Linked DNA regions of Rattus norvegicus: region 1 is linked to region 2. The links are chromatin contacts, called in public Hi-C maps. All regions are on one chromosome and are shown on one strand. Each heading gives the region's core, a stretch centred on a gene start, on an enhancer-like site or on the middle of the called end of the contact. The rest is flanking DNA. Distances are from core to core; before and after follow the strand shown. Region 1 has its middle 27 kb from the start of Zfp36l1. Region 2 overlaps Rad51b (RAD51 paralog B).

Region 1 (6,012 bases), core at 1,530-4,029, 800 kb after region 2:
ACCTCAGAGAACAGGATCTGTCATATCAAGAAGGCTAAGGCATGAGTGGCCCTGACAACACCCAAGTCCAGTACAGGTGGAGGCCACAAGACCTAGAATGCCTAGGTGCCTGGGATGTCTATTTGGCAGTGCCCAGACAAGAGAGTTTATACTAATCCATGTATCCTGTTCAGGACATGTCTCTGCCTGGTATCTGGGGTTTCATTCATTCATTCATTCATTCATTCATTCATTCAACGCAAGCCACTCTGCTGGGCAACAAGGATTTAAAGGTTGAACACAATAACAAATACAGAGTCCCTATGCTCTAAAGAGCTTAAAACAGAGAGCAAGGCTGGGTTGTAATTCTAGGAGAACACTTACACAGTACGTGGAAACCTGGGTTTGACCCTCAAGACTGCAAAAAGAATTAGCTAATTATTACTGTGGCATGAGGACCAAAGCAGCAATGGCCACATACCAGCGGCAAGGCTGAGGTGGTACCCAACCTGTGGGCAGCTAGAGAGTGGAGATACTCAGGCGCATCCCACATCCCCCATCTTTCCATCTCCACCAAAGTGGACTTCCTGGCAGAGCAGGCCAATAGCATGAGCCTGCACCCTACCCTACGCCTGTATCTGGAAGGTAGGCTACCCTGTCAAGGAAACAGAGACGGGAAGGGGATAACGCTCTGCACCCACCAGGGCCTCAGGGCATCACCCCAGGAGCAGTGTGGGATGCTGGGCTGAACAGAATGGCAGGGGCTTTCTCAAGGTTGGACATAGTCACCGTTCCCTTGTAACAAAGCACTGCCTGGCTTCTAGGGGTGTATTTCTTCAACTACTAAAATTTTACCAATGACTTTCCCAAGGCCACAGGGCTAGTATGCAAAGGATTTGCAGTTTGGTCTGACTCGCCCCAGAATTTAACATACACACATTCCCCCAAGCAAACCAACATTTGTTTTTCTAAAGGAGCTCACAATGGGTCCCTGTGTACTTCTAGACGACTGCCTGCCAAGGAATGAGAGGCAAAATCATCAGAGTTCCCACCCCAGCCATGCTCCAGCCTCTCTCCCTATTCCGGCTGGTCTCGGTCCACCTGTCCACAGACAGGAAGTCCCTCCTGCCTCCAGGAAACTCAGAGAGGGAGCTGGAGGGAGCTGTCTCCACTAGGTCAACGTGGGTTCACTGGGGCCCGGAGAAGGAAGAGAACTGAATGGGGAGTCTGGGTCCTGGTGGTCAACGGGCCTCAGCTAGAACTGAAATGAACTCTTCAAGCCTCTTCAACCTCCCGGCGCTGTCCTGGGGGAACTGCCACAGCAGAGCCGAGGGAGCAAGCCAGATCTTGCTCCAGCTACCTTGACTGACCAGAGGAAACCCCGAGTTCCCTCCAGGGAACCTGGCCGAGGGAAGGGGGTGCGTGGGAAGGTGAGTAATTACTGTCTTCCACTTCAGGGCTGGGGTGGGGCCACCTGCCTGGGGAATATGGGCTTGTTGTTCAGCAGCGATGAGCACCTGCCTATCCCAGGGACACCAAGGGTCAGGCAGGGTGACAGGTAGGCCCCTCGTAAAGCCAGGACATCGTCTCTGAGAGCCCACTAACCTCGGCTTCGTTCTCTGGCTCCCCACTGAAACATTTCATATACACGTGGGCCCATGGCTGTATGGTCAGTCGGGATGTGCGTTTGGCACCTCTGACTCTTAACAGTTTCGTCTTTGATCTCCACTTAGAGCTTCTCTGTTGACTGTGACCAACATCAGGGTCAGCAATGGAGACGCTGCCTGAGGGAGGGAGGGAGGAGTTACATGAACTTTCCCCTAGTACCGGAGTAGATGAGTGAGTGGTGGAGTGGGCCACTGAGTGGCAGAGTAGACCAGTGAGTGGCAGAGTGGACCAGTAAGTGGCAGAGTGGACCACTGAGTGGCAGAGTAGACCAGTGAGTGGCAGAGTGGACCAGTAAGTGGCAGAGTGGACCACTGAGTGGCAGAGTAGACCAGTGAGTGGCAGAGTGGACCAGTAAGTGGCAGAGTGGACCACTGAGTGGCAGAGTGGGCCAGTGAGTGGCAGAGTGGACCAGTGAGTGGCAGAGTGGGCCACTGAATGGCAGAGTGGACCACTGAGTGGCAGAGTGGACCAGTAAGTGGCAGAGTAGACCAGTGAGTGGCAGAGTGGACCAGTAAGTGGCAGAGTGGATCACTGAGTGGCAGAGTGGACCACTGAGTGGCAGAGCGAGCCAGTGGGTGGCGGGGTACATCAGTGAGTGGGTGAGTGGGTGATTGAGTGGTTAGCTGCATCAGTGAGTGGGTGAGTGGACCAGACACTGGATGAGTACATTGGTGCGCAGAAGAGTGGTCAGTGAGTAGAAGGGTACGTCAGGGACTGCATCAGTGAATGGACAAGTGAGTGATGTCACATGGATAATAATTGAATACACGAACAAGTAGAAGCAGAGTGGAATTGTAGACACGTGACAGGTGGCTAAATGGCTCAGCTAGACACAGAAACAATGGCTACTCTGTCAAATGGCCTTTGGGGGAGATATAAGAGGGAATGTGGCTTCTGAGACCAGGTTCCAGGCTTATCCAGAAGAGTGGCCAAATCTCCCTCCCTATAAAGAAGCCTTCAGGAAAACAGATCCTGGAGGCCCCAGAACCCTGTATAGTACTATGAACCCTCAATGACTGGCTGGGTCAATCAATCATTGACAGGCCTTTGAGAGATCCATTGCTTAAGAGGACCCTGGGATTGACCTGCTGACCCCAGCAGGGCAGAAAAGAGGAATGAAAGATCCATTGGAGGCAGAGGACTGGGTTCAGTGAGTAGTGGTCAGTGCCCCAGCCCTGTTTACCTAAGAGAGAGGATACAAGGTGGCATAGAAATGGCTCACGCAGGGATCACTGTTAAGACCAGGGAGAGCCACCAGGTCTCTCCTTTCTGAGTTAAGGTCCCACTTAGGATCTAGACTTGGGGATAAAGAAGACTGGCCCAGCCCTAGGTATGGAGAAAATGTGAGTGAGAAGGAAGCCATTGGTCAAATGTAGTTCTGTATATCAGAAACCTGGGGAGACAGGTAATTAGGGCCCCGAGTCCACCCCTACTACCTTCTGTGAAGAACAAGGGAAGAGTAACCTGACTACCTCAGGGTTGGCTGTGAAGGAACACAGAGAAACCCATTCGCCCTCCATCTAGCATCCAACTCTCTGGGAGAAACTGAGACAAGCCTGTACTGGCTGGCCAGTGGGTCTCTGAAACACAAGCTCCAGATTCTGATGAACTCTGAGACAGAGGTTAAGGAGAGAATCCTAGCGGTAGTGAAAATGTCTTCTGTCCACACTTCTAGACTCTTCAGCTAGGCTAGACATTAAAGTAACGGGAGACAAGTCATATCCCATCTAATGTCTGCACATAGTCACACAGAATATGAGACTTGAACAAAAGTCACATGACGTGAGCCTGCATGGCTAACTAAGCTCCAGAGAAGAATAAGCATTTGGGGTGTCTGGGCGACGGCCAACACCCTGCAGGAGGCAGAGCAGATCTGCAGCCTGAGTAGCCCTTATCTTGTTAGAAAGAATGTCTCTCTGGCCCTAAAAGTCTGGAGCAACCCCTTCTATGGTAACTGCCAATGTATTTCCTTTACGGTCAACAATTTCTTTTACGAAAGAGCAGGTTCTCTGAGTCACTCCTGTGCCTGATAAGTAGGTCAAATTATGCCAGAGAAATATTTTTGGGGGTGGTATATTCTGGTCTCCTACCCCTCATGCTTTGAGTGAAGTGTCAGGGCCACAGAATCCTTGGCCCAGGTGTAGCCTGGCCCATTCTTTCCAGTAGCTTCTTGTTGGGACATAGGGTATCATCCAGTAGGGGAACAAAGGGTCTGAGGGGAACTAGCAGTGTGGGGTACACAGAAGTCTGATTGACAGGCAATACCCTCTCCTGTGCACTGATGTTCTGCTTGTGCTGCCTAATATGGAGAAAACCTCAAAAGGGACCACCGAGGAACAGCTCCCAATCCTGAGCTGGGTCCAGGAAAGCCACCGACCGCAAAAAGTCTGCTCACCCTGCCCTGGAACCAACTGAGCAGGCTCATTAATCTTTTATTCTCAAATAAAGACTTTCTGGTGTCTAGCATCCTTTCTGGAAAATGCCACAGAGGCCAGTTTATGCTTGAGGCAAGGCAATTCTGCAGAGCAATCTTTAAGGAAAGATGCCTTTCCGGCTAGCAGGGACCCTGGGAAGCGGCGCGCGCCCTCTAGTGGTCACTTTCCACACGGGCTGAGCAGAGCGTCCCTATCCACACTTCCGGTAAGGTGGTGGGTTAGAGGCTCTGCCTGTGCGTGTTGGATGGGGTGAATTAAGAAAGCAAAGCATACCCTGGGTTCGGTCCCCAGCTCCGAAAAAAAGAACCAAAAAAAAGAAAGAAAGAAAGAAAGAAAGAAAGAAAGAAAGAAAGAAAGAAAGAAAGAAAGAAAGAAAGAAAGAAAGAAAGAAAGAAAGAAAGAAAGCAAAGCAAAGCATAGACTTCACTCAGAGATATAAAGAGCAGAGAGCATCAACTATCACCGGCGTGATAGGACAGCCGAGAAAGGCAGAAGGCATCTCTAGTCATGCTCCACACCTCTTAGTACAGCACAGACTGGACTCGGTGGGTTTATGTTTTAAGTTGTGAGAGTATGGAGACTGGAATGTGGATCTTGGAGGAGTTAGGAGGAGGAATGGAGGGTAAGTATTGTCAAAACACAAAAAGCACATGTATGCATGTACTCAATTCTCAAACAATTAATAAAACAAATAACATTAAGATTTCTCAACAGAAGTCCTCAGCCAGGAAAGCTTGAAATGGCATATTTCAAGACCTCAAAAGCAATAACCATCAACCCGGATTGCTAGTTCAAGAAAAGTTATGTTTAAAATTGTCAGGGAAAAAAAAGAAGAAGAAAAAATAGTAATTAATAGAAAAAAAACAAAAACAAAACAAAAACAAAAAACCTGCCAGAAATCAGAGCACTTTGAGACAAGCCCAAACTGAAGTAAGTCAGGAGCTTGAAGCCAGCATTGCAGAAGGTCCACCAAGGAACTTTGAAAACAGAATAGGGATAAAGATAGTTTCGGTTATGAACACTCAAGAATCAATTCCGGGCGAGCACAGAAAACAACACAGGTGAGCACAGAACTGTGAAACAACCTGTCATGCCCAACACAGTAAACCGCCAGACTCCTACGACAAATAAGAGGAAAAGAAACAAGCCAGCAGACCAACCAACCAGAACACATAGAATCCAAGCAATTAACAAGCCCCTGTCTATAATAATCCTAAATAGAATGATCTTAATTCTCCAGTTAAAAGATGCTAACCAGGGGCCGGAGAGATGGCTCAGTGGTTAGGAGGACTCACTGCTTGCTCTTCCAGAGGTCCTGAGTTCAATTCCCAGCAACCATATGGCGACTGACAACCATCTGTAATGGGATCCGATGCCCTCTTCTGGTGCGTCTGAAGAGAGCAACTCACATACATAAAGGAATGAAATGCAGACTAGCTCGGAGGTTTCAATACTCAGTTCTCTGTTCTCACCAAGAAACACACCTCACTGGCAGAGAAACAGAGCAAAAGGATAGAAGTTAATTTCCCTAGTAAATGGAAGGTTTTGAAAAATGCTGGCAGAGCCATTCTGTGGCCTGACAGAGTCCACAGAAAGCCATATTAGTGCAAGGATAAAGAAGGCCACTACCCATCAATAAAGAGAATGATCAGCACGGGCCCCCACATTTCCTGAAAACAAACACTAGCAGGAATAAAGGGGCCAATGGATCTTAGAATAACAACAGTGGGTGACCTTAGTTCTTCATTCCCACCAATAAATACCAGCTAAGATGTCTATAGATGCAATAGTGTCAAGTCTGTTATACGGTAACCAACTGCTTTCTGATTGGATCTGATGCCCAATTCACAGATGGTGCTGTAAGCCTAGTCAAAACCCCTTGGCTGTGGAGGTGTGGAGGTGTGAGGTCAGACAATGCTCCCACCAATTG
Region 2 (6,713 bases), core at 1,589-4,088:
TCCCCTCAACTTGGCCAGCGTGATGCTCAGTGTGGACTTGTGACTCTGGCTTTTCAGTTGTGCTATGTGAGAAGATACTGGCTTTGTGACTAGCCTGCGGTGTGCTGCAGTTCTTTAAAATGTACCTATTTTCAATCCTTCAGCTAGGTGTGGTGGTGTGACTACAGCTGCTCCAGGGCCTGAGGCAGGAAGGAGGATTGTGAATTTAAGACTGGCCTGGACTATATAATAAGAGCCTGCCTCAAAATCAAACATGATAGAAGAGAGGGATGGAGGATGGAAGGGAAAAAGAAGAGCGACAGATACCCTTTGATTGGAGTCTTGTGTCCTGCTTAAATTCTTCAGGCACTTTCTCCTGGACTCCTGTCCACACCCAGGAAGATATCTTAGCTTACCATTTTAGTCATGTGCTTTAAGCAGTGAAGGCATGAGTCAGGGAAGGTTACGATAATGATTTTTTGGGAGGGGGTTCCTGCAGCCTTATTTAGAGTCTGAAATGGCACTGTCAGTTTTGCTCCTTGGAGAAATTTGTAACTGAGAGAGTGTTGCATAAGGCTGACATAATTGAGGGTGTAGGGTTCCTTTAGAACACAGCCCCCAAGAGACTGTTCAGTAGAGAATGTAAAGATGCTAAGATGCTAGTGGAACTCTTTGCTGCCAAGTCACAGGGCTGTCCCTTCCAGTTTACCAGTTTGTGTATAGTCTGCTGTGTAGTGATGCTGTTCTTCAGTAACCCTACCCCCTTTTTATGGTCGTAATGTCCTGTTAGCACTTGTGGTTAAGAATAGCTCAAACTAAACTTTCATGTGTGAATGTGTGCTTGTCCGGACTAAAGGTCAGCGGTGTGTGACTAAGGAAATGGTCTGTGTTTTATCTGGTGTTATGAGGTGGTGAGATGGCTATTGTATTGATTGCAGGCTAGGGAGGTAATTGGTAAACATGGGCCTGGGGATAGGAAGAGGTGTCTTAGATAAGAAAAGCAGTGATCAAAGGATCTGTATTTGCTGTTGATCAGCTCTGACTGTGAAGCATCTGAGGCATTTGGGCTGTAAGTTGAGAGATTAGCTGAGAAACACTGACTTAGTACTCAGCCAGTTGCTATGAACTTAGAGCAAGTCAGCCACGTTCCTTGTCTTTAGGGACATAGACTTGCTGAGACTACAGAGGCAATTACTTAAAAACCATGCTGAGGTAAAGGCTTTCTCTTTTAGAATCCTGTTTCAGTATGAAGCACAGACAACAGAGAACACGGGAGAAATGGCAGCAAACTCATTTTAGGTACATGTCTGTACCCAACATGTGATATGCGTCACATTGCCCTGGGGAAGAAGCTGTAGAAATGGAGCAGACAATTGTGCGTCTGTAGTATAGAGGCTGTGTAGATCCCTTACCAGACACAAGATTCCTTAAAAGAAATCCCAATAGCTGTGGCCCAAATCAACTTTTTTAAAAGGCAAAAGTGAAATTTATGCACAAATTCAGAATACATTCCCCTGTGGGAAGATGGCTTCTGCTGCTGCTGTCGTGTCTTGTCTGCTAGGACTACTGTAGGGCAGCATCTATGCAGAGTAAGCAATAACATTCACTTCTGCATGTTCTAGTCACTGAGCGTAGGAGACCAGTGTCTGATGGGGTTGGCTGCTTGGTGAGGGTCCCCTCTTGGTGATCGTGCTCTGATGTGTCTGTTCCCAGCATGGCATTTCCACCTTTGAGACCTAATCTAGCTAGGGACCTTTCAAAACTTCATAGACAAATACCATCATCCCAGGGACTAGGGTTTCAACAGAGAATTTTGGGAGAGATGTAAAATTTTAGTCCACAGCAAATTACCAGATTAGAAATATTCTGCCCACCTCCATCTTCCTTTGTCATGGCTGAGAATTATACCTAGGGTCCTGGACATGTCAGGCAAGTATTCTGCCACTGAGTTACATTACTAGTTTTTCAGACAGGAAAAATGCAAATTAAAAAAAATAGTTGGCAGGTTCATAGGCATGCATTCCATAGCTATACCTTATAACCTACACAGTGTGTATATGTGTGTGTATGTGTGTGTGTTCTTTTGCATTTATCAAATGTTTTATTTTTTTGAAGCCATGATATTTTGCTAGTTGAATATATTCCAACTTGGATTTTTTCAGAGCTTTTGCTTTTGCTAAGTTGCAGGAGAGAATACTGAAGACTCTGGCTTAGCCAAACTATTGTCTCCTATCTTCCCACTTTTTATAGCCATTCACTTTTTTACTGTAAAAGTTACAGTCATGCTTGCCTAGCAAGCGTAAGGCCCTGGGTTCGGTCCCCAGCTCCGAAAAAAAAAGTTACAGTCAGTGAAGGAAACTTAATAAAAACTTAAGTATGGAAAGTAGAAAGAGATGGGTAGACTAACAAAAGGAGGGTTGTGCCTCCCACTGTAATCTCGGAAACGCAACAACATTGATGTGGAACTCACTCTCCCATGGTCTGTATCCTGTGCGTTTGCCCCCAAATTTCCATGTACCCCACTCAGACCCAGCTTCCAGGTCAAAAGCATTCTAGCTGGTCTGCCCCCAAGCCCAGACATTTAAGTATTCATTACCTCAGCGAGTGCATGTGTATCTGTACGTAATGATGTTTGTGCTTGTCTACTTAGGGCTTTTGAAATCTTTGCAGTTTTAGACTAACGGCAAACCCCCAGCCAAACAGAAAAGTATGATTTCCCCTTTTATCTGTGTCCCGTGTTATACAGATGTTCCCTGAAAATAGCAACAGTTTTCTGGGAAAGGTCCTGACAGAGTCTGTTCTCACCCTTTACCCTGGCTCTCCGATTCATGTTTCCTTCTTCCAGTGTGGTCATGTGCTTGCCCGAGCCTGGCTCATGAACCGTGTAGGATATTCGTGGGGTTTTGTTTTTTAAGCCATACACTGTGCACATGATGCAGTATTTAATTTGGAACGAGCTCCAAGTTTAGACACACGTGCTTCTTGTGGTGTTTATCTTGGAGTCCACAAGTAGGAGGAAAGTATTTTTGCATTTTATACATCTGGACACTGTTCATGGTCTTTCTGTGACTTGGGAATTGTGTGTGGGGCAAAATCCAAGGAACAGTATTAAAATAACATGGAGTCATAATGAGGTCCGAGTGCAGCCCCTTGATGAGTATTCTTCTGATCCCAGCAGAGTTTGACTTTGGATGTGGTGAACTTTTTCAGCTGTGTGGTTCACTGGTGGCCTGAGCAGATTGGTGGACTATAAATTACCTGACACCCTCCCGTTCACTTCATGTGCTGCTAGACATGAAGTCTAAAAGTCTTTGACAAATTTGGCTCTTTAAGGGGAATAATTTGACTTGATTTTGTGTGGGGCAAGATAGGCAAAGGGAGCACTGCTCAGTGCTGCTCTGCCTGCTAATCCACTGCACTTTATGAGATCTTTTAGTTTCTCGCCATTGTTCTTCTGCTCCTCCCTCAGTCCATGCATCCAGAACTATAATGATCCCTAGACCATCTCGGGCTGTGGGTGAGGGTTGAGGGCGATGTCAGTGATGGTGGTGTCCATTGTGTCTGCTAACCTTATGATCTCACACAAGAAGTTGTCATTTAAAACAGGGTGAATGTGATGTGGTACAGTGCCACCTTTTGGATGGGGGTCTGCTAGAATGGGGCAGGTGAGAGAGGCATTTAGAATGTTGCTGCTCTGAGGAAGATTGCATAAGGACAGTGTTGCTTCCTTGTCAGCCTGGTTTTCTTTAATTTTCACATTTCTCCTATAATGTAATGGCAGATATAAGCTGGGGAGGCAGGATAAAGCTTCAAGTGGACTTGCCCTTGAGTGAAAGAGGGCGGGCAAGTGTTGTTTTCTGTGCTGTCCATCATTTGGGTGTAAAACTGTTTGGATCTTTACTTTCTATAGAAGGGCTGTTTGCCTTTTTTCTTTCAATGCACTAAAGGGAAGAAAATCTAATAAAGTAACTGAATCTACTGGTTATCATTCCTGCAGAATTTTCAAGTGTGTTTAATAGTGGTCTCTCATATAACTATAAAGAAATAAATAATTGGAGAGGAAAGGTCAAAATTGTGTTGTAGTTTGAGAACCAGAAGAGTCTGGGGATGTTTGAGTGATTGGGTAAATTGCTCAGCTGGGAGCTGTTTCTTTTTGCTGCCTTTTGGGCCTTTCCTTTGGGACACTCCCCCCACCCCCTTACTTTTGTAATGCATTTTGCAACCTTCAGTTAGAAAATAGCCATCAGAATTTAACCGCTAGTAAATAAACACATTCTAGTTCTATGATGGGAATCACTAAGTAGCAGAGAACGGTCTGGCTTCATTTGAAGAGAAAGATTCATGGTAGTCATGGTAGTAACTCCGAGAGTTGACACCAGAATCATGTTTGTTTGGCGTGTTAATGAGTCTAAGAGGAAATGGTGAAATCTGCTGATGACACCAAATTGTTTTGCTTGATCCTAACATGAGGTTTCTGGGAAGCTGCTTTGTAGTATTAGAAATAGTGGAAGGATTGGGCAATTTGGGGCAGACATGCTGAACTCGAAGTGATGGTTTTTGTGGAGCAGCCAGGGTACACCAATGAAGTTGCAGAGCCTTGCCCTCTTGAGGGAACTGCTCTCTCCAGAATGTGAAGACTGGGACAAAGAACATTCTGGTTAGAAGCAACAGTGATGTAAAAATATGGCATTTGAGTGTCTTTTGGACACTCAGGTCAGTCGTAGTATATAGGAGTGGGTGTTATTTCCCTTCAAAACAACCATGGGATATTGTGTGCTTACTTTCTACACATGCTTGCTTTTTTGATGGGCAGGTCTAGCCCTTCCTATAACCTTTTAAGTATTTCCTGTGGTTTGTAGATTATTCTTCATTTTTAAATAGCCGGCTGTCTTTTAGAATCTCAGTGACAGACTTAAAATGTAAACGAGATATAAAGTAGTACAGGGAATCGATTGCCTCCAGGACTAATTCTCAAGGAAATGCCATGAGATATTGCAAGGATGTTTGTACAGCAGTAGTAGAATAAGTTCTTCACTGATACAGCTCACAAATGTGACTCATTGGGCTGTGTACATTACAAAGGCCTGTTAACACACCCACCCTGTGATAGGCTATTGATTCATGGGACTGAAACCAGTGCATTGTACGAGCCAAGAACACATTACCACTGAGCCTTAACCCTGGCTCCACACGTCACACCTCTTTCACACTCCCCTTCTCCCTTTTCAAGCATTATTAGAAGAATCGGGACATTGTATACTACTTAGAGGGTCTCAGTACACTGGTGCCTAGAAACGAAAAAGGTTCTGGGAGTTGAAAACATAAGACAGCACTGTCACAGGCACTGTGGGCTGGCAGGCTGTAGGTATCCTCACATTAGGAAAGGATTTGTGTGGTCGTAAACAACTGAATGAAACACAGGAACAGGAGTCAAGAGGGCTGAGGGGGAGGAGAGCTTTCAGGCTCTGTGGTGGTGCCTTTGTTTTATCTAAGCAGGGAGAAGATGGGGCTGGCTCTACCTCCTGGAGTTGGAATCCCTGGAGTAATTTTGGAAAACCACTACAGAGAGTCAGGTATCTAGAGGGCCAGAAAAGGACTTGTATACAGAACAGGAAGACTTCATTCCTTCCATACTCTTCTGAGATTATTATAAAAAAATTAAAGTTTTCCATTTACCAATTGTATACGTTCCTGTTTCAAAAGCCATAAAGTCCTTTAAATGTTTTAATTTTGTGACACCCTTGTATTTTCACAGTTCTCGGTCTTTAAACACTTCAAATTGAAAAATCAGGAGAACCTTTACCCAAAAGTAGAGGAATTCTTTTGTGAGTAATATCCTGACTAAATAGCCCAAGCCAACCCACCCTCCCCAACACACCCTCCCCTTCCCCCCAACCTCCATGGGTCTAAATGCAAGGCCTCAGACTAGTTCTATCAGATTCATTGGAGGCCACTTGTTAAAAACAAAGATCTCATATTCTAGGGCTGGTGATGTAGCTCAGTGGTAGAGCTCTTGCCTAGCATGTACTAGGTCAGTGTAGAGCTCTTGCCTAGCATGTACTAGGTCAGTGTAGAGCTCTTGCCTAGCATGTACTAGGTCGGTGTAGAGCTCTTGCCTAGCATGTACTAACTAGGTCAGTGTAGAGCTCTTGCCTAGCATGTACTAGGTCAGTGGTAGAGCTCTTGCCTAGCATGTACTAGGTCAGTGTAGAGCTCTTGCCTAGCATGTACTAACTAGGTCAGTGTAGAGCTCTTGCCTAGCGTGTACTAACTAGGTCAGTGTAGAGCTCTTGCCTAGCATGTACTAGGTCAGTGTTCCATCTCAGTATTGCAAAAACTGAAACAAAGAGACAAAACGACACTGAATTAGAGCCGTCAGGGAGTACATTCTCAGCATAAGAGAATACTTGCTGAAAGTTGGTGTCAGCTCCACCCCCGACTCCTAACCGAGGGCACTGGGAAGGTGGAAGGGTGCTGGAGTAACAGAAACACTGTTATTGTGGTTAGAAAGTTTACTCTGAATGTCTGGTCATTCACTAGCTATGTGACTTAACCAAAATATCTAATAACGTCTCAGTAGCTTATATTATTTTCTATAAAATAGATTTTTGGATTTTATTCCTCGGCACTGCAAAGGCAAATCAACAGCAGCAGCAGCAAAGATGCGATTGTTACTGCTATTCCCTTAGCATACAAAGGAGCTCTCTGGTCTCTGATGTGTGTGTGTGTGTGTG

Evidence for each region. Hi-C and Micro-C count contacts between places; a contact is called where the count stands out from the background.
Region 1: a contact with region 2 is called in a Hi-C map of liver, with 7 times the contacts expected there. The contact joins two enhancer-like sites. A contact is called at or near these places in 9 of 12 Hi-C or Micro-C datasets (the Rat2 cell line, Schwann cells, frontal cortex and 4 more) and 1 of 1 datasets of contacts at active chromatin or transcription factors (oligodendrocytes).

Annotation. Positions count from the first base shown.
Region 1 is chr6:104,692,717-104,698,728 of GRCr8, forward strand. No RefSeq gene overlaps it. Among named protein-coding and RNA genes, the nearest start is that of Zfp36l1, 27 kb to the left of the region's middle. Within about 2 kb of position 2,780, at least 1 of the 93 cell types and tissues checked has an H3K27ac peak or open chromatin away from gene starts, as enhancers often do. A contact at or near this core is called in liver, where this site is marked.
Region 2 is chr6:103,894,118-103,900,830 of GRCr8, forward strand. All of the region lies in intron 7 of Rad51b (RAD51 paralog B), which reads left to right. Among named protein-coding and RNA genes, the nearest start is that of Rad51b, 68 kb to the left of the region's middle. Within about 2 kb of position 2,839, at least 12 of the 93 cell types and tissues checked have an H3K27ac peak or open chromatin away from gene starts, as enhancers often do. A contact at or near this core is called in liver, where this site is marked.